Linked DNA regions of Danio rerio: all the other regions are linked to region 3. The links are chromatin contacts, called in public Hi-C and Micro-C maps. All regions are on one chromosome and are shown on one strand. The core of a region is the stretch at or near the end of the contact, and the rest is flanking DNA. Distances in the headings are between cores, read along the strand shown. Region 1 holds the start of etaa1b (ETAA1 activator of ATR kinase b). Region 2 overlaps LOC141377113 (a long non-coding RNA gene). Region 3 holds the start of meis1b (Meis homeobox 1 b). Region 4 has its middle 49 kb from the start of etaa1b.

Region 1 (6,472 bases), core at 262-2,761, 310 kb after region 3:
ACCAAATAACAAAACTACAAAATCATAGACTAACAATATATGTATGTATTCTGCATTGCCATTTATATGCGCTCAATATCAGTCCCTTATTTTATAGAAGCCCAGACTAATGCCGGAACGTCCATGCTGAGTAATCTGACAAATCATTTTGCTACAGTGCATTAACAACAATGTAAGTGCAGCATCAGTAGCTACTAGCCCATGACACACTATTACAACAAGATCCCGTGCTTTCATAGAGGCCTTTTCATGTCCATTTATACCAGAGGAACATGTCTCAACTAAAGGTTTTTTATTTTGACTAGTGGTTCCTCTCAGCAGGTAGAGTTTGAGGAGTGTGTGTGTCAGCTGTGAGTACTGACAGCAGCGTCTGGCCCTCACACACACCACTCCAGCAGGGGAGCCCGACTGCAACCGTACAGCATTTCTAGATCAGCAGCACACTCAGTATGCAGCCTCCACAACATCACACACACACACAAACACACCACTTATAAAGAATACAGGCACCATCTAGTGCTTTCGGTCAGCAAAGACTTTTTTACGATGCATATTTAAAAGCATGCATAATGCTTTTAATGGTGTGATGCACCGATAATGTTTTTCGATGACCAATTCGATACCGATTTCTGATTTTAAAAAATAAATAAATAATTTCTCTTTTTTTTCTCTTTAAATATTTATGTGAGCAAAATGATTACATGCTTTAATTGTGACCCACACAAACCAGCAACGTACATTATATCGGTTAGTTGGTGATTTAACATAGTTAACATTAATGTCGAAAGTAGGAATCGTTGAAGAATAAAGATAATAATGGTTAAGGTCGAAGTTTGTTAAAATGACTGCATCTCATGCTTTTCCATGTGTATTTAGCCATTTCCAAGTAGCATGGATGTATGCTACTTCTACAAGGGTGTAAGCAACTAATCTGTAACTGCAAAAGTATATGAAGATCAAGTCATCCGCATATCCACCTTGCAACCCAAAATTAATATTTCAATCTATTTCTCAATGACTTTAGTCTATATTTTGTTGCATTTAAACAAAACAGTTTTATGAAATAGTTAAATACATTAAAATAAGTGTTTGGTGACCTAACATCTTTAGAAACAGAAAGATAATAAATGTACAGTTACAATTACAGTTTTATATGCATTTATGGTTCTCTCCTTGTTGAAAAAAGCTTGTCCTCTCCTTGTTGAAAAAAAAAGCTTGTTAACTGTTTTTTGAGGGGTTTTGGCCATTTCCAGCCAGCTATTGGCTGGTTATGCTGGAAAATAACCAGCTAAAACCAGCCGGACCCGCTCGGTTTTGGGAGGATATTTCTAACATTATTATATGTTTTAGAAAAACTCTATATTTCAGTATTGAATTCCGTGCATGGTCCATTTGTTTACATCACCATTAAGTTTACGATCGTGGTTAAAGCGCCCTGTGTTAATGCAAGGTCTCACGATATTTTGCGAGATGCCAACAACCAATCATGAACGCGTACTCACGTATACGTAAAAAAAGCAACATGGCGGCCACGTAGGAGACCACTCTTCTTTGAGTATACAAACGTTTTTTAAACGTAAAATTAATAAAACAAAGAGCTGTATAGCTAGACCAACCAAGATATGACTACTGGAGCGGTATTGTTCATATCAGTTAAAAGAAATCATGGCCGAGAACAGAAACATCGGCGTGCGACAAATAACAGACGCGAGAGAAAGTCGGAGCAGAACTTTTAAAGTTGCCCCGAAGAAAATGAAAACAAAGAGACACATGATCGGACTTAAACAGTCACAGTCTCCTTCTTGTTATAATTCGAACAACTGTCACAAAGGTAAATTTATTACAATTATAAGACGTGTGAAACCGCGTGACAAAGGTTGGAGAGTAGATACGTGTTTTGTATTGTATACTGTCATACAGTCCTATCATCAAAGTTAGAAATTGAGGTATGGTTGGTTTTATATTCGCACATTCCTTCATTTAAAGTCCCCCATATTATCTACTTCGCTAATTTAAATATAGGGTCTAAAATCACATGTAAATATGACTCAAAACAACATTAGCACTGTTTAATTGCCTGAATAAGGTTGTACTTTGATATTCATTGGCTGCTAATATGATTTCACTATTTAGAGTTTGCAAATAATACCTTTCTGAAATGATATTATTAAGGAGAAAGTCTGAATGTGCAAATATAGAGCCAACTTTTCCTCTATTAGTTCTGTAATATTTATATATAGAGAATTACAAGCCATTTTAAAGCTCTTCAGCCAAACAGAGGTAAAGTCGGTTTTATTATATTCGCCCATTTGAAATTTCTCCTCAATAATATAATCTCAAAAATTCCCAGAAGTATTCTTGTCAGGGAAATCATATTAGCAACCACTGACTATCAAAATATAACAGTCCCAACAAACACATCTATGCTGTAGCAATGTCTGTACATTGTTGCATTAATGTTGTCTGTTTTTTTTTTTCATTACTGCCTAGGATACAGGATAAGCAGTGATCATTTTCTAGTATTGTTTAATATTAAGTAGTTCATTTATTTTAAATAAAATAACTGCATATATAACCTTGGTGTAAAAATGCCAAACAAATGTAAATAATATATTTTTTTGTATTATACATTTCACATTTATTACATACAGTGCATCTAATTTTAAGCAAACAGTATAAAATGTTTAAATTATATAAACTAATTAACTATATATAATTAAACTAAAAGGGTAGGCTAAATTAAAATGTCAATTGAGAAGTAAAGTAAACAAGAAAACAAATTTAATTCAGACACTATGCATTGAAGCTCTTGACTGGAGAATACAGCAGACAGGGGAGCGCAGCCGCAGACCAGGCGTAGTTGTTGGTACCTAGAAAGCAGTCAGAGAAGGAAACAAATCCAACTGAGAATCCAGTGCAGAGATGGATCCACAGCAGCCACAACTCAAAATAGGCAGTGAACAAGAGAAGACAGATCAGAGCTTGACGCAACAGTACTACACAAATGACCGCTGATGACTTATCTAGCAAGAAGAAATGAAGCAATACTCGCGTCTTCTCGATCATTGTTGAATGAGATGCCGAACGGTCTGTTGAAGTTTAAACTGATTCCTTAATGACGAGTAAATGTTGTACAGTGGTCATCCATGCCACCTAAGCACAATCTAAAGCAACGGGCGTTTAATTGGCAACATTACGACACCGTTGTGACAACCTTCAGCAACAACGTAGATCCTCAGCCTTTTTACAAGGTTGGTACAACGTTGTGGGAAGGTTGCTATCTTGAGGCAACGTTGTGTGTTTGTTGGGATGTTCACAGTCAAATAGTTCTAATGTTGTTTTGAAGTCATACGTGTATGTAATTTCAGAACGAATATTCAAAGTAGCATGGTAAACAATATAGGGACCCTGTCAGAAGTTTTCACTGTTCAAAAGTGAGCATAATATTAAATTGCGAATATAAAATCAACTTTACCTCGATTTCAAATAATATTGTGGTTCGGACACCAATTGTGTCTCTTTTTAGCGTCGACATTGAATCATTTTCATGATACAAACTTCAATAACGTTATAATCTTAATTCTCAGATTTTACAACCCCAAAACGAAGACCAAGAGTCAGATTCAACGGTTCCTACGGTGGAGATTCGCCTAATGAGACTGAATCCCCGCAAGATATCATCTGGGATCCAAACTCACCCACGCAAGATTTGAATGGCAAGTACATTTATAACACTTCTGCTTGTTATGTGAATTGAACTGTATTGTTGCAGAGAATGCAGAGAAGTACACATGTAGTATTTGGGTTGAATAGTTTGAGAAAAAAAGCATACTTTTATTTTAAAATATGATTATTATTATTATTATTTGGCACTGTAACTATAACACTTTAAAATAACTTTGTTTTATATGTAAATGCATTATTTTAATATTAAATAAATCTGTGATTTGTGCATATTTATTATTCCTATTGTGATATAAGTGCATTAAAACTATATTGATTGAAATATTTAATAATTATATTTGATTATTGTATTGTTATTGTTCTTGTTTTATTATTATATTACAGATTTTGTTCACAAAGGCTCCAATTATTTAGTCAGAAATACAATAGAATTGTTTTTGTGTTGTTAGTTTAATCATTAAGTAAATTGACACCAACTGGTTTATTTGTAAATGATTTACATCATATAAATATATTAATGTGGTTAATATATTAATTAATGTGGTTTAGAGCTGTATTTTCTACTAACCAATTACTCTAATTTTAATCAGTGTCACAGAATTATTTGAAAATCACTCAGATATGCTGATTTTCTGTTCAAGAAGTGCTTCATTTTTATTATTGGTGTTTAAAAAGAGTTGTGCTGCTTGGTTTATTTAGTCACTGATTTATTGCCATTATAAAAAGTGGTAGTAAAGACATTTACATCTTGCAATTCATTCGACTTTTTGTACTTTTAAATTACTGTACACTTTTTTGTCTCACGTAAAATTCTACAATGTTTTGTGGCATAAACTGTATATGTGTTGTAAGCAGATTCCTTTTTAAAAATTATATTCAACTTCCTTTATTTAGTATATTAAATGTTTGACTTTTCACAGGACAAGGTGATGGGAGAGTCATTGAAATATCAGAGATTGTCAACAGAATTGCACCGACAGTAAGTTAGTCTATCTATCTATCTATCTATCTATCTATCTATCTATCTATCTATCTATCTATCTATCTATCTATCTATCTATCTATCTATCTATCTATCTATCTATCTATCTATCTATCTATCTATCTATCTATCTATCTATCTATCTATCTATCTATCTATCTATCTATCTATCTATTTATCTATCTAGTTAAAAAGTAGTATTTTGCTAAATATCTATTAAAATATGATGGATTGTCATCATGGTAAACACAAAATAAATTAGCTGTTAAACTATTGTTTAAAAATAATTGAAAAAGAATAAAAAAAAATTCAGCAGGGCTAATAAGTTTGTCTTCTACTGTATGTTTATATGTAATAGTATTTAATGTAACTGTCACACTGTGTTTAAGGTTGAGAAAACCAAAGATGGAGACTCGGTGCTCCAGTGGATTGGAGACAGTGCCATTCCTTGCACTCCAGAAATTCGACAGCCCAGAGTCAGGAGGATCTCCACACGGTACGTTTTATCTGCATTAGACTTTTTGTTGGTTTTTAAAAATACTGTGATGACAATAAGACATTTTTGGACCTTTTCAATTAAATTGAAGCACAAGCATATAGGCTAGATTATATTTTCATTTATTCATGAAGAAAGCAGATGAACAGAGACATTGTGTGTGTCACTGCATGTTCAACACTACAATTCACATGACAGCATACCATATTATAACTAGGGGTGGGAATCTTTAGGGACTTCATGATCTGATTTAATTTCTGGGAGTCATAATCATTTCTATAAATAAAATAATGTAAAATATAAATAAGATGTATACACACACATGCATACATACATAAATACATACACACAGTATAATGTGTTGAAATAATAGACAACCATTTTGGTTTTTCAGTCATTCATTAATTCATTTATTTTCTTTTTGGCTTAGTCCCTTTATTAATCAGGGGTCACCACAGGGGAATAAACCACCAAGTCCATCTGCAACCCTGGGTACTGGGAAATGCAAAAAGAGTTATTAATGCAAAATATTTAGTTATTTAAAGCTATAACATGAATAAACACACCGTGGTATAATGTTTCTATTGTTCTTTAGTCTGCTGAAAAAATAGTGTAGAAATAATTATAAGATCTTTTCTTTCTTATATTTAGTAAATGTAATTAATAATTGCAAAGATTAAACATGAAATTTTGAAACTGCAAATTTAATTAATTAAAATACTATCAGTAATGTTTTATAACTTTAAAACAGAGGTTCTGTGGGGTCTTAAAATGTCTTAAATTTCAAAAACCAAATTATAGGGCTCTAAAAGTCTTTAATTCCCTGAAATGCTGTGTTGTAGGTCTTAAATAATTTTTAATGGATCTTAATTTTTTTATGTCCAAGTTTCCTATGTTAAGATATACCCAACTGGGCCAACACCCATTCAATAACAATATATTTCAATAAAAGTTTTAAGAAATGTTTATTAATTAACTCAATTTACTTATAAATATGGTTAAATTATTTTCCTTACAATAGTAGTTTTTAATACTTTTTAATGGTTTTAAATTGGCTGTAAAAAAATCTTTAGCCTTTTGCTTTGTGTACGTCTGAAATTTCATTCATTATGGTCTTAAACTGGTCTTAAAAAGGTCATAAATTTGACTTGATGAAACCTGTAGAGACCCTGTAAAATGTAGATGTTATTTATTATTTAAAAAACTAAAAAAGGCATTTGGTTGTGTAATATAGAAATGCTATTTGACACAGAACCGATTAATATTTAGTTATTATATTATATTTAAACCTGCACTTTTGGTATTCGTGT
Region 2 (6,680 bases), core at 894-3,393, 330 kb after region 3:
TATTTGACTAGATATTTCTTAAGACAATTTTATACGGCTTAAAGTGACATTTAAAGGCTTAACTAGGTTAATTAGGTTACCCATGCAGGTTAGGGTAATTAGGCAAGTTTTATTAAAGCCTATAATATCTAAATAAAACTGAAATTTGATAATAAAATAATTTGTTGAAATTTTATATAAAAATAATCAAAATTGATGAAAATGATATTCATTTATATATTTAAAGAAAAAACGAGCAATAAATGATTTTGTGATTTTTGCTAAAATCATCCCGGCATCTAATTTATGAAATTAATCTCCTATGGATCTAAATACTATCTGGATCTAAATATTATCTGAAGTGCAGAATCACAACTGTTTTTAGGGGCAATGACCCATTGGGCAGGGGTATTTCTCGCCCTCATCTGGAATTTTTGGGGCTTTGTTGTAATTTTTTTGCTGACATTTCTTGCCTCAAGTGTCCCATTAAGTTCCTACCCTGTTTGATAATCCTATTTTTTGGTAATTTATTATATTTTGTTTGGTTTTTAAGTTGTTATTTTAGTACTTAAACCTAACAAAAAAAAAAAAAAAGTTTACTTAGCTACTAATTTAAAATGAGTTCAAGTTTGACAAATATGTTTATCTTATTTAAAATGTATTTTACCTTGAAAAAATGTATTATTTATTATTGTGTTTTATTTCTTTATAGTTTTTTATTTTTACTTTTTTATGGACTTTAAAATGACCAATTGGATATGGGTTTTGTTTTCTTTTATTCTGAAGCTGCTATTTTCACACTTTAACTTAAAAAAAAATGCTTACTTGGCTACTAATTTATTTTACCCTAAAAACATTTTATTTATGAATTATTTTTGATTTTTGATGAACTTTGTTGATGATAACCTTGCATGTCACATGCTGTTTCACTTAAGAAGCCATGATGAATCCTTTGATTCGAACACCCCTATATAGCCACCATATTTATTTAAAAACCATTGGTGGGAAATTACAAATATTTGACATTGGCTGACATTTCTCAGAGTTTGTTCTTACAGCAAATATTATCTGAAGCTCAGAGTCAGCTGTTTTTCAGGAGCAATGATCCATTAAGCAGGTTTTTCTTGCCCTAATCTGGAATTTTCAGGGCTTTGTTGTGGTTATTTTGCTGACTTTTCTTGCCCCAAGCCCCCGATTGAGTTCCTACCCTGTTTGATACACAATTATATTTGTTTTGTTTTGTTTTATTCCGTTTTGTTTTGTTTTGTTTTGTTTTGGTTTGGTTGGTTTGTTTTGGTTCGGTTCCGTTGGTTTAGTTTGGTTTGGTTTGTTTGTTTTTTTGTTTTGTTTTGTTTTGTTTTGTTTTTGTTTCGGTTTGGTTTTGTTTGTTTTGTTTCAGTTTGTTTTGTTTTGTTTCAGTTTGTTTTGTTTCATTTCGTTTTGTTCCATTTTAAGCCCCCCATTAAGTTCCTACCCTGTTTGATAAACAGTTATACTTGTTTTGTTTCATTTAGTTTGTTTTGTTTTGCTTCCTTTAATTTATTTTATTTTTTGTTTTAGTTTATTTGGGTTTTTAGGTTTGCTATTTTTGTACTTAAACTTACTTTTAAGTTTAAGTTGAGTTTAAGTTTAATATAAATTTGTTTATCTTATTTAAATATTCTTTTTGATGGACTTTGTTTACAATAACCGTGTATGTCATACAGTTTCACTTCAGAAGACTTAAATAAATAGCGCACAAAAAGTCATATGTATTCACGCTGAATCCTTTCATTTGATGACACCCTTATACAGTCGCCATATTTATTTAAAAACCATTGGTGGAATATGACAAATATTTGGCATTGGCTGACATTTCTCTGAGTTTCTTTTAGCAAATGCGCATGTTCCTGCAGATGGTCCTGCATGACTCATTGCTCCTCTAAACTGTAGCCTTTGCTTGCTAGCTTTTTTGTTTTGTTTTTCTTTCCGCCTTTATCAGACTCCTCATCAAGATATTCCCCTATCTAACTCTATTAGGCTTGCTGATAAGAACCCACAAAACCGAAGCCTTTTTTCCCCCTCTATAACATTTTCTCCTCTGTCCAACAAATAACCCTGTCACTGCATTCCTGAAACCTACATCTGCCAACACCTTCTCGCTACAATGGCTTCAGTATTTTTTTTTTCGTTCTTTCTTTTTTTGGCATGCCATCATATGGCGGCGTGGGTCGTAATGGTGTGCTGACAGGTTTAGGGTGAGGTAATTTTTTTTTTATACTCCAGATCAGCCCCTGAGGAACCGCGCAGCCCCGTGGCCTTCAGCTTTTAATCAAACCGACTTATTATGAACTAATTGTTGATATAAACGTTTAACGGATTGGACAAATCGCTTTTCCTCTCAGCACATTGTCATTTCTTGACATTCTTTTCAATGCGGCACATTTGGTTTTGATTGCTTGAGCTGTGTGTGTGTGTGTGTGTGTGTGTGTGTGTGTGTGTGTGTGTGTGTGTGTGTGTGTGTGTGTGTGTGTGTGTGTGTGTGTGTGTGTGTGTGTGTGTGTGTGTGAGTTCTGTAATGATGCTAAAACACTGGCGGTGTGTGTGAATAAGGCTTGCTCATGCTGTGCAGTGCTTCAGTTCATTATGTGTTAGAAGACTGCATAAAGAAGTCTCTGATTGAAATCCCAGCTGTCCCGTACACACACACGCGCGCGCACACACACATACGATGGAAAATGCAGCAGAGCACAGGTCCGTGGGCTTCCCCTTTGCTCCTCTGCTTTCCTCTATGGTCCTGCTTCGCTCAGGTCAACTTGACCGCCCCGCCTGGACACAACGTCCTGTAAACTGAAAAAATAATGTTTGTTCAAACTACTTTTTTAAAATGAGCTGAAATGACACAATTCTTGAGTTTTTTTGGGACATGGGAAAAAGGATTTACAAAGAAATTTTCTTTTTATTAAACAACTGTATTTGTATTGCTTAAAAGTGATGTTTTGCATACTAATGAAGCATTTTTGCATAAGTAGATGGAGCTGATAGAGATGCAATGGCCTGATTGTCTAAAATTAACTTGAGCTCTGCAGCAAAACTTCCTGCGGGCACAGAATTTACAGTTGAGAATTCTTGTGCTTTTGCTATTGTACAGAGAATTTGTAGAAAAGGGGGATGTATGTATGTATGAAGTCAGGAAATGAAGCGGTTAGCACCCCTGAATGTAACTCATGCCAAGTAAATAAACAAAACTAATGATGGGCTCAAAATCTGTGGAATTCTGTGCGCGTAGATTCAGTGTGGGCCTACTTATAACCACATATATTCCCCCGGTTTCACAAACAAGGTTTAAGGCTAGTCAAGATTAAATTGCATGTTTGAGCTGTCTCAACTCAAAATAACTTGCGGGGAGATGTCTTAAAATATGTCAGTCTCATTTTTTTGTCTCCAGGTGCACACCAGTCATATATTTTTCTATGGTCATTTTATAAATGTGGCTTAAATAGCCTAAATCATCTAAGGCCTAGTCCTGGCTTGATCTAAGCGCTGTTTGTGAAACTGGGCCATAATGTGCTTAATAATTCTACTTTAATACTTTGTGAGTGGTGGATTATTCATTAATAAATTAAATATTTCATAATTTACAGACCATTTGTATTTAGTAGTAGTTGGAGGTTTTTAAGATCATTCAGAATGAGTTAGTAAATGAATAATAAACTTTTGAAATTAACGTTTATCTTATTATTCAGGCATATAGTAATGGTTACTATGTATGTTAATAAATGCTTTATGAACTCAACCTCATCCAGTTTTGTGACCTAAAGTGAGGGCTATTTGTGCTTTATAAATGACTTATAAATGAAAGGCTTGGTATAAAATTAACAATAATCTGTGTAATCTTATCTAAAAAGTAAAATGAAAGTTTAAACATTGGGCTGAATAACATTTATTGCTGAATAACAGGAGTTTCAAAATAGAACATAAAATTGGATAAAACAACATCAATGTAATCATTTAACAGGATGCAATGTTTAAACTGTACAGTAATATTATATTAGATAAGGTTGCAAAAGTGTATTTTTATTTGATACGGTTTTATTTGTGTATCTTCAAATGAATAGAAATGAATAATGTCATTTACAGTATGTTCTTTTTTCCTGTTTAGAATATAACTGAGCCTTTAATTGTCATTTATGAGGGATTTATAAAGCATAAATAGCCCTCACTTTAGATTAAGTCACAAAACAAGATGTAGTTGAGTTATTAAAGCATTATTCATTCATTCATTTTCTTGTCGGCTTAGTCCCTTTATTAATCCGGGGTCGCCACAGCAGAATGAACCGCCAACTTATCCAGCAAGTTTTTACGCAGCGAATGCCCTTCCAGCCGCAACCCATCTCTGGGAAACATCCACACACACATTCACTCACACACTCATACACTACGGACAATTTAGCCTACCCAATTCACCTGTACCGCATGTCATTGGACTGTGGGGAAAACCGGAGCACCCGGAGGAAACCCACGCGAAGGCAGGGAGAACATGCAAACTCCTTACAGAAACACCAACTGAGCCGAGGTTCGAACCAGCGACCTTCTTGCTGTGAGGCGACATCACTACCTACTGTGCCACTGCCTCGCCTAAAGCATTTATTAATATACAAATTAACTATTAATATATGCCTGAATAATAAGAATTCTAAATGTTCATTTGAATAGTTTATTAATCATTTAATAATTCATCTGAATGATCTTTAAAAAAACACCAAATGTGCTTAAATAAATAGTTGGTAAATAATGCAATACTTAATTTAGTAATGAAAAATAAATCATCAACAAAGTATGAAAGAAGAATTATTAAGCACATTATATATCTGGTTATAAGTAGGCCCACACGGAATCTGCGCGCGCAGAATTTCGCAGATTTCTGCCGATTTTTAGAACATCATTAATTCTGTTTATTTACTTGAGTAAATGTGTAAATCTAAATTTATTCAGTTTTTTTTCAGTAATTTATTACTATTTATTTCATATATTAAGGTTTTAGTTATGATACTCGTTGGATACTCCCAAAATAATTCCGTAGAAATCCGCAGATTTTTACCAAAATTCTCCGCAGAAATAGCAAAAAATGTCCGCAGATTCCGTCTGGCCCTAGTTATAAGTCAAGAATACAGCACTTTAACAGGTAATAAATTCATTATTTGCTAATGCTTAATAAATGGTTTAAAGTAAAGTGTTACCAAATATTTTGTTTAATCAACCTAAAATTGTAAAAACCATTGTTAACTTGATGATTTGTCACAAATCAGGGAAATGTGTGGAACCCAGCATTTTTTACACTGCGTACATTCAAAAAACGATGTTTGCTTTTTGTTTAAACTGTTGATTTAAAATGAGCTGAAACAACACTATTATTGAGGGTTTTTGGGGACAACTTAATTCATTCATTTTCTTGTCGGCTTAGTCCCTTTATTAATCCGGGGTCGCCACAGCGGAATGAACCGCCAACTTATCCAGCAATTTTTTACGCAGCGGATGCCCTTCCAGCCACAACCCATCTCTGGGAAACATCCACACATTCACACACACACACACACACACTCATACACTACGGACAATTTAGCCTACCCAATTCACCTGTACCGCATGTCTTTGGACTGTGGGGGAAACCGGAGCACCCAGAAACCCACACGAAGGCAGGAAAAACATGCCAACTCCACACAGAAACATCAACTGAGCCGAGGTTGGAACCAGCGACCCAGCGACCTTCTTGCTGTGAGGCGACAGCACTACCTACTGCGCCACTGCCTCGCCCACAACTTAATTCTTGTATGTTTAATTCACTTAAATTTGTAAAAACTAATGAACTTCTGTGAAGAAAACTAAAACTAATGAATTAATGATGAATTAATGAATTCTTTTAATGTTATCCTGAAACATCGATTGTGTGGAACCCAGCATTTTTTTACAGTGTAGCAACTTCCACCGGCTTTCCATCAGTGGCAGCTAATGGAGATATTTGTTACTGTCTGCTCATCTGGCCTCCATTACATCCCAGTCTTTTTGGCCAAGGCACACTGTTTTTGTTTTGCAGCTTCATTATGCTCTGGTTTTGCCATTTATTTATTTATTTTTTTTTTCTTGAGTGCATTTTCAAGACAGTCCGGGTCTGGAAAAAAAGAGACAGGATTGTTTTCGAAGCTCTCTTCAGTATGACCTTGAAAATAAAGTCCCCCCTAAAATTAGGTCTGTTTGTTTTATAAAGCATAACACAAGCTTGCGTGCTTCGACACGATTGTGAAGGCATGCGCATGCTAGTGTGTAAGCAGAGGCATCGTGCTTATTCAGACACAAATGCTAAAAAACGTTGACAAGATTATTAATACTACACTCACCGGCCATTTTATTAGGTACACCTGTCTTAACTGCTCAACGCAAATTTCTAATCAGCCAATCACATGGCAGCAGCTTAATGCATTTAGGCATGTGGACATAGTGAGGATAATCTGCTGCAGTTCTAACCGAGCATCAGAATGGGGATTTAAGAGACTTCGAACATGGCATGGTGGTTCCAGATGGGCTTTCAGAAACTGCTGATCTACTAGGATTTTCACGCACAACCATCTCTAGGGTTTACAGAGATTGGTCCGAAAAAGAGAAAATATCCAGTGAGCGGCAGTTCTGTGGGTGTTTCCCAGTACTGAGTTGCGGCAGGAAGGGCG
Region 3 (6,428 bases), core at 1,501-4,000:
TATTCACACACTGCGCATTTTGCAAACACTTGAAACACACTAAGAGCATTATAACCAGGCAGTGGCAAGATCAAGAAAAAAGTTATAGCCTGCTGTTTTATCCCAGCGCGTCTTACCCATTCCCGATAGTCTTGTAAGTTTCAGGCAGTTGTCAGTAGTGGAGAAGGCAGGGTTCACTGCTGACTGGCCCCTGGTCGCGGATTGCTGCGGGGGGATATAAAGGATGACCTCCGTTTGACTTCTGAACCACAGCGGCATGTTGCTTTCAATAGCGACTTAGAGAGAGAAAGATTCAAATGAATAACAAATATTGAGGCAGAATGGGAACATTCTTGCATTAAACATCTAGATGGCATCACGCGTTCTTGTTTTTTTTAGATTAAAGCTAAATTTTGTGTCTGGTAGATGAAACTGCCGAATTGTCGGGATGACACTAATACAAAAAATATATATTGTATATGGTACTTCATACTCTAACTTATATGTACAACATACTAGCTGTTCCTAGCTATATAATTTGGTGTATTTATATCTAAATATTAAATTAATTTGCTCAAATTAAGCCAAATTCAAACACTTTGAAATAAACTCAACCTCTTTGCGTAAAGTTGTACAATTTTTCTCAGTGATGCATATGCTCCATCTTTTTCAGTTTATAATGCATCAGTCGCACTCAGTTCAATTCACTCGGTTAAATTTCGGACTTGTTTTTAGACTTTCTTTTTGATTTTACGTTCAATGATTCACATCTCTTTCTTAGCCCAAATTATCCTAAATGATGGCATTAACTCGGTGATGCGTGGTGCAATCTGCTGACCCTCACTAAAAGGCAACCTAAACAGTGAAAGTCCATGCCCTCATTGTGCTCTATAGCGTCCTTTTATAGATGCTAATTGAAGGAACTTAATTACTTTATAATGCTATTCTGGTTCTGTGACAGCAGTTAAGCGTTTGGGTAAGCACAGCTTTCATGTCATCCCGTTTGCTTCTCACATAATTGAGACAAACGCAAAACTATTGTTAAGACTACAAACATCAATAAAACAAATAAGTTTACTCAATGTACATCCAATTCATTATATGTTGTTACGTACATAATTAGGTGAAATTGTTAGACATATTTAATGAACAGTAATTAAGATAAACTAAAACTATATATTTGTTTGGAGACGTTCTTAAGATAAACAGTGCAACTACTTACCGACAAACGCGTGCGTGTTTATCTGTGGTTCTAGTCGTATATCTGTAATATATCTGTTGCATGAATCCTTCTTTCATTTGTGTTTAAGTCCACATCAGATCCGTCGCCCGCGCAGCGCGCACCCTTGGTTTGCCGAGCGCTTTGGGGATTTGATAGTAATTTCATGCCTGTAAATGTGCGCGCCGGATCCTGTCGCTGCTCTTCTGCGGGAAACGGGGGTCGTGTGATGCTCACGGCAGCTGATAAGACACTGTTGCTCGCATTAATCGCTTCTGATCGATGACAGATGCTCCTCTGACAAACTTCATACACCTTGTCACCGGGTCAGTTGTATTGGCCACAATGGAGCGCTTCAGACTACATCAATCAGTTTTTGTTTAAAGCCTCTTATAGCATTTTATGGAAGATGTAATATTCATAAAACAACCATCTCGATTTATTTAGGGGCTTGTACTTTAAATGTAACTCAGCACAAGTGACCTCTCCAAAATGTTAACGTAAAAGGTCGTACACACTAGCATTAAAATGCATGGTAAAAGTTGTATCCACTAGTTTAATTATAAATATTGATAGAGAGGCACAAACTAAACATTGCAAATTGCACATGTATATACACAAATAAGAATATTAAAACAAACATTTACTTTTATATCTTGAAAAAAATAATTGTGTCAGTGGCTACAATGTGTGTTAGATAGAGAATGACTGTGCTAGAGAGTGAGCATTAGAATAGACAAAACAGAATATGGAGACTACATTTTCCCTCCAGATTACAATATTTTCATTCCACCCTTTCTTCATTTATGGAAGCATATCAACCGATAAATTAATGATTGATCATTCTTTGCACCAATAGATGGCTTGATTCACTGTAACACACTTTCATTGGACACTGCACCAAACTCCTAAGATCCTACAGTAAGTGGATGAGCCCATTCACAAATGGCGGGGGTGTTTCGGCTGAGAGCGCGGCACATCACCGCTGAAGTACAGCGTATGCTGTTCCCGAGTAATGATGTTTGCGTGAAATGTGAAGTATATAGACATGTTGTGAAAACAATATTTCGTGTTATTAGTGCAGAACATCCCATTTGCAAGGGCTTTCGCGTAAAAGTACACACATAACGTATGGGGAAACTTAATTACGCACCTTAAAAAGGGTATCCAAGTTTCTCTACTATTGTAAATAGTTTAGCGTTCTCCATTTCGGATACCCATATCAGAGCTTATAATAAACATAAGCGATGTTGAGAATGGGTCCACGCTCCCTTTGTTATCATTATGTTTTTATGTAATGATTTATAAAGGTTAGACTACTATTGTATGCATTGGCGTGCATTACGCACGCATTGCTATCCAAGGGAAACAACCAAAAGCACAACGCGGTCTCTGCGTGTTATTCCTCGGTTCGTGCTGAATCGTGGAAGTGGTCTGCGCTTTTCTGCGTCCCACACATTTCACCCCCCTGCTTTAGCAGGAACTTGATGTAGCCCATCGCATTGTGCAAGACGCGACCTGTTATGGCCACCACTACTTCCGGGTTTCAGCAGTCTGGTCCAGATTCAGCTGCTGAGCCGCGTTCAACACACACTCATTGTACACAAACGGGGAAAGGCAGCTCGCAGCATCGATCGTGGCTCCTTTAAGAAAAACTAAGCCAGAATTATCAGCCCACCTCCTCTTGATCTCATTTAGAAGCTATTGCATAAAAAATCAACTCAGGAGCCGAGAGTGATCAAAGAAACGAGAGAGAGCTTCATTTTTGTGCATTTGAGTAGTATTCTCGTTAGGGGTGCTAACCAGTGGAAGCGCGCGGAGGATCATCATTCATTCAGCACTTTGACAAGCTCGCGTTTGATTGATTGACAGCCGGAGTGGCAAAAAGCCATGAGATGCGTTAGTTTTGTCTGAGGGGCTATTTTCATACAGCTTTGGAAAAGAAGATTTTGCTCGATCCTTGTCGCTGTCCAGGGGAAAGAACGCGAAGGGGACCTATCGCTGAACGCGTCTGGCTGAACTTGCGGTGAAGGACTGGCTTCACATCGCTCGCTCGAAACAGGCATTTGGATTTTTTGGGCAAAACATATCCCACATTTGGAATTTGCGTGTTTATTTCCCATTCACCCTGGCCTCATAGGGGATATATTTTTGACTAAAGGAAGACGAGGGAGTGTGGAGGGCGATGGCGCAGAGGGTACGTATCCCGAAAAGTTTCTTCGACTCCGTATTGTTGAATGCAGTTGGAAATACTGAAACGTGGCCGATGACAGCCTCGCAGTCAAACTTTCTCTTCCTTTGACTTCTAGTTTTCACATTCAACTTTACATCGCTCACTTTCATGCACCCCTTTGTGTATAGTGTTTTGTGTGTGTGTGTATGTGTGTGTGTGTGTGTGTGTGTGTATGTCAATTTAGGGGGAAAATGATACTCTCTAATTAAGTTTGACAGGGAGCATTCCTAATTTTATAAACTATTGCCAGTTTTTACAGTACGCGTTTATTTAATCTTTTCATAAAGCAGAAACATTTAAAATAAAAATTAAACTAGCTGTTTGAACAAGTCAGCTCTATTAATAAAAGTTATTATAATGCTTGTTATGATAACATACTATGCAGGAATATTAATAGGACGCAAAATTTATTTAGCCGTATTATTTTTCAATTTTGTGTAATAACAATACTTTCAAACAGCATTAGAGTGAAACTCTTGTGCGCTTCGACTTGTAAAGTTGACATTTACTAGTTGGCGACTTCTTTGCATTTGTAATCAAAAGTAAACAATCACAAAGTAGATTTCATCGCAACCCTCCGACCTTTTGCTTTTGATGGTAAAACTATAACAGCACCCTGCTGTCCTGCTAACACCTCTGTATATTTAGAAGGCAGATGTAATGTTTTCATCATCAGACTTTCTAAACAGTGTAATAAAACTTAAAATAACGACCATGATTAAGTATTAAAGTGTCACTGATACATTATTCGAAATAAATTAATCAAATATTTCATTTAAAAGCCACGGATGAACAATGTAAATTTGAATTTAATTAAACTAATTCTAAAAGTAGCCTGCTACGTGTGATTATATTTTAAAATGCGTAAAATAAGTATAGTTTGACAACAATATAATCAACAATAAATTACACAGTTATTACATGCTTACTACATTACCTATAACTTAAGTTTGAACTGTGGAAATAAAAATGAAAATAATAGGGACACAACTATGTTGTGCTACTCGTCATGTTTTGTGATGATCACAATAAAGCATTATTCCATATGCCGGACACTGTTTTCTAAATCTCCCTGTTTCAGTCTAATTTAAAAAAATAACATGCTAGTTTTTTGTTGCAATAAATAGCATGTTTGCACGTAGTGTTACAACCACAAAACACCGCTTACATATTTAGTTAACACCAAAACAAAGTGTTTTCATTTCGCAAAAGTCGTAGTTTTTTTCCCTGGGAACATCTAAAGTAGACCCAGTTTATATTTTCTTTCAGTGTATATTTTATGCATTCTGTAAGTGGAAAAAAAAAGTGACAACCTGGGAATATTGCCATTCGTGTGTGTGCAGTACGAAGATATACCCCACTATGGGATGGACGGAGTAGGAATCCCGAGCACGATGTACGGGGACCCGCACGCCGCCAGATCCATGCAGGCTGTTCACCTGAATCACGGGCCCCAGCTCCACTCCCACCAGTACCCGCACACAGCCCACACCAACGCCATGCCGCCCAGCATGGGCTCATCCGTCAATGACGCTCTAAAAAGAGATAAAGACTCCATTTACGGGTACGTGTAGATAGCCAAGACATATATTTTATGATGAAGTTTGCCAATAACACATTATTGGACTCGTAATAGTTTGTGAAAACTCGAGGCGCCATTACTGTTTAATCTAAGTTTTTGTTTTGTTTTAAATATTTTTTGTTCTTCTTGTTTAGATTAGTTAATCATTTAAAATGTTTGCTTTGTCCGTTTTGTCTCTATATGTTGATAAATAGGTTGTATATATTTTTTGTTGTTGATGATTTTCAAAATTCAAGCTATTTAGTAGTTTACTACTATAATATTTTGTTTGCTAAGTATTGTATTTTTTATAAAACATCGTTTCTCATGAAACATCCATATGTGTGTTACATTTACAACTTTTTAACAACACTTAACACCTAGTTATTTGAGACATAAAAAACACATTTAGACAGCTAAGTGATTCTTAAGAAAATTAAAATGAACACTGAACTACAAGGACTATTTTACAAATGCTCGAATTAAAAATGTATAAATATATCTGGATGTGCGGTGTAACTCCAAATGCGCATAACATACAAAAGCTGCTGCACACAGCGCTGTGTATAAACGCTGTTGCCGTTGAAAACAGCGATTATACGCAGTAACAAGCTATAGAACTTCCTCTCATTCATTATGGATTAGATGCGTCCCTTAACATTTACACGAGATCTAGGTCCACTATTTGAACCATGGTTAAATTGCACGCTTGGCCTAGACTCAACTTGAGCATTTTAGGTGCTCTGACCTTGTAGTCCGCAGTTCATATTGACCGCTGTCTTTGATAATACGTTTAGGAATTCAAGTTGCAAGTGATTTGATACAGTGTACGCACAAGTAACAAGCTTGTTATAATTAATGTCACAACTAAATTATCAACACGAGCATATACGTGTAAACAAGCAATTGCTATCAACGTGGCGCAAGGGTACGCAAGTGTTTTTTTTTTTTTTTGTTTACTGACATAAATCATATTTAGTTTATGAAATCTTAACTTTTCAATTACAAATCAGATTGCAGTAAAGGTTTCAGAACTGACCCCTTTTACAATTAGAATGAGTTGTGAAGTGTTATTAAAAGTTATGTTAATCCAGAGTTTCCCTCAAACTGACCTCTATACTCTTTTATTCCAGGCACCCCTTGTTCCCTCTTCTAGCACTGATTTTTGAGAAATGTGAATTAGCCACTTGCACACCTAGAGAACCCGGTGTTGCTGGGGGCGATGTGTGTTCATCAGAGTCTTTCAATGAGGATATAGCAGTGTTTGCAAAACAGGTCAGAAACTGATTTATTCCGCAAAAAGTTTTTGCACATTTTTACTGTTGCGTTTACATACTCTTTGTAACTGGAAATCTTTATAGCCTACATGTGTTAAAAAAACAATGTTTGAGCAACGCATTTAAATAGATTTTGTGTTTTTTTTAAGAACTATTTTT
Region 4 (6,814 bases), core at 1,522-4,021, 360 kb after region 3:
GCATTAATAAATCATACAGCCAAGCGGCTTTTTATCTCAACCGCTACTCTGCCTCAAATGGGGGTTTTAAGCTCATAGCTATGACTTGGGAAAAAAAAGAAGTCAAGAGAGAAAAAGAGCTAATGCACGGCAGATGCACCAAAGCAAAAGGTCACCAATTAACTGAAACATTCTGATTTGGTGCTGGTTCCATATGGATTTATTATAAATTAAATAATTATTAAAGCAAACGCATATTGAGCAAAGCACAGAAAACAACAACAGATATAGTAAATGTCATAACACATACAGTTGAAGTCGGAATTATTATCCCCCTTTTGAATTTTTATTTCTTTTTTTTAAATATTTCCCAAATTATGTTTAACAGATGAAGGAAATTTTCACAGTATGTCTGATAATGTTTTTTCTTCTGGAGGAAGTCTTATTTGTTTTATTTCAGCTAGAATAAAAGCAGTTTTTAATTTTTTAAACACCATTTTTAAGACAAAATTATTAGCGCCTTTAGGCAAAGTTTTGTTTCGATAGTCTACAGAACAAACCATCGTTATACAATAACTTGCCTAATTGCCCTAACCTGCCTAGTTAACCTAATTAACCTAGTTAAGCCTTTAAATGTCACTTTAAGCTGTATAGAAGTGTCTTTAAAATATCTAGTCAAATATTATTTACTGGCAAAGATAAAATAAATCAGTTATTAGAAATAAGTTGTTAAAACTATTATGATTAGAAATGTGTAAAAAACAATCTTCTCTCCGTTAAACAGAAATTGGGGAAAAAATAAACAGGGGGCTTTAACTGTACATAGAAGTGACACAACACAAGACCACACTCATTATAATCAATAGAGCTAATCTAAAAACAACTGAAGTCTTAAATTGTGATTTATTTTCACTTTAAAAACACTCTGGTGACTAAAGTGTGAGTTGTGATCATTTACATTTAAAAAATGCAGCTAAATTGAACAATTTTATCTACTTTAAGTACTACTTAGAACCTATTGACCTCATTCTTGATGTACGAGGGGGCGCAGCTATTGGAAACTTTTTGGCTTGAGACTTCCGGTCTGTGTTAAAAATGTCTCGTTCTGCTGCGTCATGCTTTGAACTGATATATATATATATATATATATATATATATATATATATATATATATATATATATATATATATATATATATAACCACTCCAAAGAACAGCTGAAGAATCATTACAGGTTCTTTATTGGTTTTAAAATAGGTTCTTCTAAGATTATGAGTTAAAGAACTCACTTTTTGTAGAGTAGACCAATTCTGGCAACAAATCTATCAACTTGACTTCTTGAAATGGAATAATGCTGATATAAATCTGTTGCTGATGATGTCAAACAGATATTTATTACTACAGTTTATAAATATTTTTTTATGAAGTCAGTTTATAATTTGTTTATTTTCCATAACATTCAATATAAGACTAAGAGTCACCTGTTAGATTAACAGGCCTTGAAAATATTCACACGGGGAATTCTGCAGCACAGAGATCGACTCTGATGTTTTCGAATCAATAGACTGTGAAAAGAGGAACTGTTTAATCAGCGATGGATGAGGTCACAGATGTGGAATGCATATTCTCCAATCGATCGTTCGTGTGAACAATAAACATTTTGAGAAAGATAATTCACCCATTATCTTCAAAGATATCAGCAATAGCTGTTTGTTTAACCTTTGAAAGGCCCTTGCTGTTGTTTCTCTTTGCTGTTCAGAGGTGAAACTCAAAACCCAGCTAGAGCCTGTTTATACCTGGTCGTCAGAGCAACTCCAAAACACAGAACTCCATGAATGAAATTCCAACATATCATCAATCTTCCTTGACAAAAGAGGGATTGTTGTGGTGTAACGAGCAGGGGAGGATGAATGTATGTGTGTGTGAGTGAGTGTGTGTGATGTGTGTGCTCACATAGGCGTAATACAACATGCCCATGGTCTTTAAGCCAATCCTTGTTTCTACAGTTGTCACTATCTAACCGCAGCCACTGTGAACGCCTCACCACTAATAATGCCCTGCGTATCAAAAGATAAAACAGCTAATGTAGAGTTACTCAAGCAGGGTGCCCCGGGGAAAGATGTAGTTTCTAATTGGTTCCAGAAGAGTCGTCTGCAAATTGACCCTCCTGCCCACATGGCTAATCCACCGAGTTGTTAAGCAGGACCAGTTGTGCGTACTTTACGTAGGAACGAGAGATATCAGCTATCAGAAAATGCAGCTCAAAACACCTCCCCTCGTTTTGCATTTATAAATGTTAATGAGGCTTTGCAGGAAGTGGGCCGGCTGTCATCATAACCCTCTGCATCCTAAAACCCAAATTTGTAGTCTGGTTTACATTTGTACTCTTGTGTTCATTCAATGTGTTCGGGTTCAAAGCGGAGCCCGCAGAAAGGTATCGTTTCAGCATGAAAGAAAACTTCACGAAGCGAAACAGGCACTTTCTGCCGTGCCTCATTTGTGGTGAAAATAAATAACCTCCGTCAAATAAGCCATGGAGCACTCATGCCGATAACTCCAACTAACAAGAAGACAAAAGAAGCGAGTACCACCGAATCTCTAGATTGCGTAACGTGGTATGGCGACACACGAGTAAAACCTGTTCAAACTTTGGGTTTCCTGCCAATAGTGTCTAATGGAGTCAATAACAGCTCTTAATGACACCTGTTGATGGACAGGCGCACTGTGAGAGTGTGAGGTGAGGGAGGTAGACAATGCCGCCCTCTCCGCCCTCTCTCTGATGTTGTGTGTGTTCAGGCGAGCCGCTTCCTTATCTGTCAACCTGCTGTAATTTAGGCTCTGATCACAGCCCCAACCTGCCGGACCTGTTGAGGAGTCACGCACACGGAAGAGACGCAAGACATCATCACTCACCTCCCTGACCCCACCGACAAAGCGCTATGCTGTTTCAAGGACTCTTCCCATTCAATTGCACTTAACACACTCTTTAGTGCCTTCCACTCGCTTCTCGGCAGACGATCGGATGTCTCGAAAACAGAGGGCTCTGATTCCCTCGCCTGGCTTCCTCTCATTTACCCTAAGCAATATGTAACCGTTTCCTTATTTTCTCCAGTGGGATGGCCGTGACAGTAAATCTCTATTACTAATATTCTTCCATATGGTAGCATGAAAATTTGATGGTGGAGCGCCCGAGGCTGCAGCTGAGATGCGGTCGGGCAAATGTAGCATCGTGCAAGCCAGGCCAGGAGGGGCTTCGTCGGCTACATCTGCTCTGGGACACTGAGGTGTAATCAGAGAAAGCCAGGCCCCAGAGCTCGGCTGCCACTTTTATCGGATCCTAGCTCGGAAAATGAGAGGGATCCATCATGGCGAATGTGTTGACAGCGTGTGTGTTTGGGTGTGTGCGAGCGTACGGCTTTGTGATCATATGTTCCCCAGCTTACGGCACATACGCTTGGCTGAAAGTCCAATTCTCTGAATTGAAGAGGGTTAGAGTTTTGTGTCCAAAAACACAAGTATTTTGCGTTATGTCTCAGCTATTTCTTGAAATCTCAACATTCGTTTCCTCTTTGCATTTCATAACCAGAACTGACAAGTAACCCGAGGATGTCATTAGCCATTAACGCTAAAGGTTCCCGAATGGGACAAAATAAGGTTCACACTGTATTGACAGTACATTCTAATTGCTTGCTGGTAACACTTTTATCTCGAAGGTACAAGTGGAACAGCTTGCCAAATTCGAGACGACTGTGCCACCCCGAGGCTCTTATTGAAATGGTGTGAAGCCACAGGAAAACCAGTTGGTCTGATCTGATAAAGAGCTACATAATGTGCCTCACTGGAGTTCCCTGTGGAGAATAATGCATGTATATACTCTATACCAGTGGACTTTTTTTTAACAAAGAACCACCTCAGAAAAAAATTGCCTCTCCAAGTACCACTATAACAACTAGCATTGAAATACAGTAGTGTAGTTGTGCTAGTTAAGCAGCTACAGATCTGCACAGCTCAAAAATTAGACAAATTAATTCCTTTTATTAAGAATATGTGTAACTGTCAGCCACTTTGAACATTATAAATGATTTTAACATTAACTGTGCTTGCAGGTAAAAATAAATAATGTTTAAATTAGAATGTGCTTTTTTGCACATTGATTAAAATGGCACTGTTCTCAAAAAGTAATAAGAAAATGTGTACAAGTTGTAGTTTTAATGTATAGTAGCCAGTAGGCCTATGTGTGTCCGAAAAGTGAGTTATTAAATCAATACAGTGCTTAACCAATTCTTACGTGTGGCATTACCGGGATTTGGTGCGAATGAGATCACATCTTAAGTGAACCGTAAAGTTCGCTATATACCGACCGTTGTTTTTAAGCAGACTCGGCCCGGCTACAGACTGGTGTCATCGTGGCTTCAGGGAACTGATCACATCAGTGTTATCATACGCGTCAAAGGCTTAAAAGTGTGTTCATTTCAGTCTTTTATTATTCAGCAATTCCTCTGTGTACCACTAGAAGGAAGCCCGAGTACCACTAGTGGTATGTGTACCACAGTTTGAGAACCACTGCTCTATACAGATCCACATGACTCAAAGGAGCTTTGGTAGCCTGGAATATACAGTTTAGACCTTAAAAGTGTATGTGATCATACACTGCTATATGTTTACCACGTACAAGTGACAAAACAATGCCACATTATTATAGAACCTGTACCATAGGGTTGGTTGGATAGCATTGGCAAGGCATCCAGGTTCAATACTTCCTAGTCTCATGCAAGTTAAGCAACTGTCATTGAGATTCCTGGAAATGCTGGATCACTCTCTCAGAGTAATATGTGTTCACTCCAGTGTATCACAGGTAGCAAAGAATTCTGGCCCAGATTTGGCATGAATCTGGCACAGCAGGCATTCATCCAGCACCGGTATACAGCATGTGGGCCAAGCATGACCCTGGTTTGGCAGAGGTGGCACCATCTTTAAGGAGGCATAAAATACTTAGGCAAGATGTAAAATGTAGTATTTGGCCCAGATGTCAATAATTGATATGGGAGGCATGTACGTTTGGCCTGTCTTGACCCACATTTAAAATACATTTTTATTATTTCCAAATAAAGAAAAATTCAGGCGACACAGTGGCGCAGTAGGTTGTGCTGTCGCCTCACAGCAAGAAGGTCGCTGGGTTGCTGGTTTTATCCTCGGCTCAGTTGGCATTTCTGTGTGGAGTTTGCATGTTCTCCCTGCATTCGCGTGGGTTTTCTCCGGGTGCTCCGGTTTCCCCCACAGTCCAAAGACATTTTCAAGAAATTGTCTGTAGTGTATGAGTGTGTGTGTGAATGTGTGTGGATGTTTCCCAGAGATGGGTTGCGGCTGGAAGGGAATCTGCTGCATAAAAACTTGCTGGATAAGTTGACTGTTCATTCCGCTGTGGTGACCCCGGATTTATAAAGGGACTAAGCCGACAAGAAAATGAATGAATGAATGAATGAATGAATGAATGAATGAAAGAAAAATTCAACCAATCAGGTCGCTTCAAGAAAAAGCACGCCCACAGCATCCTTATGCGCAATGATTCATGAATTTATCGATTTCATTGCAGTTGTGACACACCAACATATCTGGCCTAGTCAGGCTCAGTTATGGGTTATTAACTTGACTGAGACTTGGCCCAGATATGGTCCTTGTTTGGCCCTTGTCTGGAAGCCAGACTTGGTCCAGTCATGTACTGTAATTTACTGTGGCATGTGGTCCAAGAAAAAGCTAACTGTGTGGGCCAGAGAGATGTTGCTATGTTGGATACTTCTGTTAAACACCCTATAATAAAACAATATATTAGCAAAAACAAATCACAGGTGTGAAACCTCTAACTCAAGCCAGTCCTTATTGGGTAACACAGGGAATGCAGAAGGAGGTGGGAGGTGATATACACACGCATGCACCTCTACATGAAAGATGCATGCAATTAAATGTGAAGTGGCACCGCAGGCCGCCTCTAGCCAACTCAATCCATCATAGGAAACTTTATCAGATAGTGTTCGTCGTAGCATCCACCCCCCTCAAAGCTGCAATGTTAACCTTCCATTCCAGACTGCGCCTTGGCTGGGCCTGCAGACTAACCACTATAACCTGATACCCAAACTACAACTCTTGCACCGATTCCGTCTTGTGCAAAACATTATGCGTTTGGCTGCGAGTCTTGTTTTTCCTTCCTCAAGACATTACCTCAGCTTTTCTGCAACCCGTTCCACTTAATCGCAGGAAGGATGGCTCCCTGCTAGTGTTTCATGAAATATGCCATTTTTATTAGTATGCAAATGAGAATGCAAACACTTTGCGTCATTTGGATGTCATGCATGTTTGTTTATTATTCATTCATTCATTTTCCTTCGGCTTAGTCCCTTATTAATCATGGGTCGCTTCCAATTTTAGTTTATTCAACTCATCTATAGCACATGTCTTTGGACTGTGGGAGAAACCAGAGCTCCCGGAGAAAACCCACGTGAACATGGGGAGAACATGCAAACTCCACACATAAATGTCAACTGACCCAGCCACCTCGAACCAGTGACATTCTTGCTGTGAGGTGACAGTCCTAACCACTTAGCTACCATGCTGCCCTGTTTGTGTATTAGTCACTCTAAATAAATGAAAATCTGTTTATGATGCAAAGTTATGAGGATTTCCGTGGTTTTGTCATGTTTGGTGTTTCTGAGTGACAGTGCCCTCTAGCCTTCGGACGAGACACTCCAACTCACAACATTACTTCCCTGACGAGATGTGCATGACAAAACCACATATGAGTGCCGACTACCATTAAATACGTTTACATGGATGCCAATGCG

Evidence for each region. Hi-C and Micro-C count contacts between places; a contact is called where the count stands out from the background.
Region 1: a Hi-C map of hematopoietic stem cells shows a contact between it and region 3, with 1.6 times the contacts expected there. The contact joins the promoter of etaa1b here to the promoter of meis1b in region 3. A contact is called at or near these places in 2 of 18 Hi-C or Micro-C datasets (hematopoietic stem cells and an unstated tissue).
Region 2: a contact with region 3 is called in a Hi-C map of an unstated tissue, with 2.5 times the contacts expected there. The contact joins the enhancer-like site here to the promoter of meis1b in region 3. A contact is called at or near these places in 1 of 18 Hi-C or Micro-C datasets (an unstated tissue) and 1 of 4 datasets of contacts at active chromatin or transcription factors (caudal fin).
Region 4: a Micro-C map of caudal fin shows a contact between it and region 3, with 4 times the contacts expected there. The contact joins the enhancer-like site here to the promoter of meis1b in region 3. A contact is called at or near these places in 1 of 18 Hi-C or Micro-C datasets (caudal fin) and 2 of 4 datasets of contacts at active chromatin or transcription factors (caudal fin and embryo).

What each region holds. Positions count from the first base shown.
Region 1 is chr13:5,263,645-5,270,116 of GRCz12tu, reverse strand. etaa1b (ETAA1 activator of ATR kinase b) reads left to right here and starts at 1,511. Exons shown (of 8, transcript XR_012389101.1): 1 at 1,511-1,831; 2 at 3,588-3,716; 3 at 4,605-4,663; 4 at 5,056-5,162. It also overlaps a transcript of meis1b not described here.
Region 2 is chr13:5,244,199-5,250,878 of GRCz12tu, reverse strand. It overlaps LOC141377113 (a long non-coding RNA gene), which reads right to left. Exons shown (of 3, transcript XR_012389120.1): 3 at 1,547-2,808. It also overlaps a transcript of meis1b not described here. Among named protein-coding and RNA genes, the nearest start is that of etaa1b, 21 kb to the left of the region's middle. Within about 2 kb of position 2,143, at least 8 of the 62 cell types and tissues checked have an H3K27ac peak or open chromatin away from gene starts, as enhancers often do. A contact at or near this core is called in caudal fin, where this site is marked.
Region 3 is chr13:5,577,362-5,583,789 of GRCz12tu, reverse strand. It overlaps meis1b (Meis homeobox 1 b), which reads left to right and starts at 2,750. Exons shown (of 13, transcript NM_131893.2): 1 at 2,750-3,395; 2 at 4,775-4,995; 3 at 6,126-6,267. The coding sequence starts at 3,384.
Region 4 is chr13:5,216,653-5,223,466 of GRCz12tu, reverse strand. It overlaps a transcript of meis1b not described here. Among named protein-coding and RNA genes, the nearest start is that of etaa1b, 49 kb to the left of the region's middle. Within about 2 kb of position 2,771, at least 11 of the 62 cell types and tissues checked have an H3K27ac peak or open chromatin away from gene starts, as enhancers often do. A contact at or near this core is called in caudal fin, where this site is marked.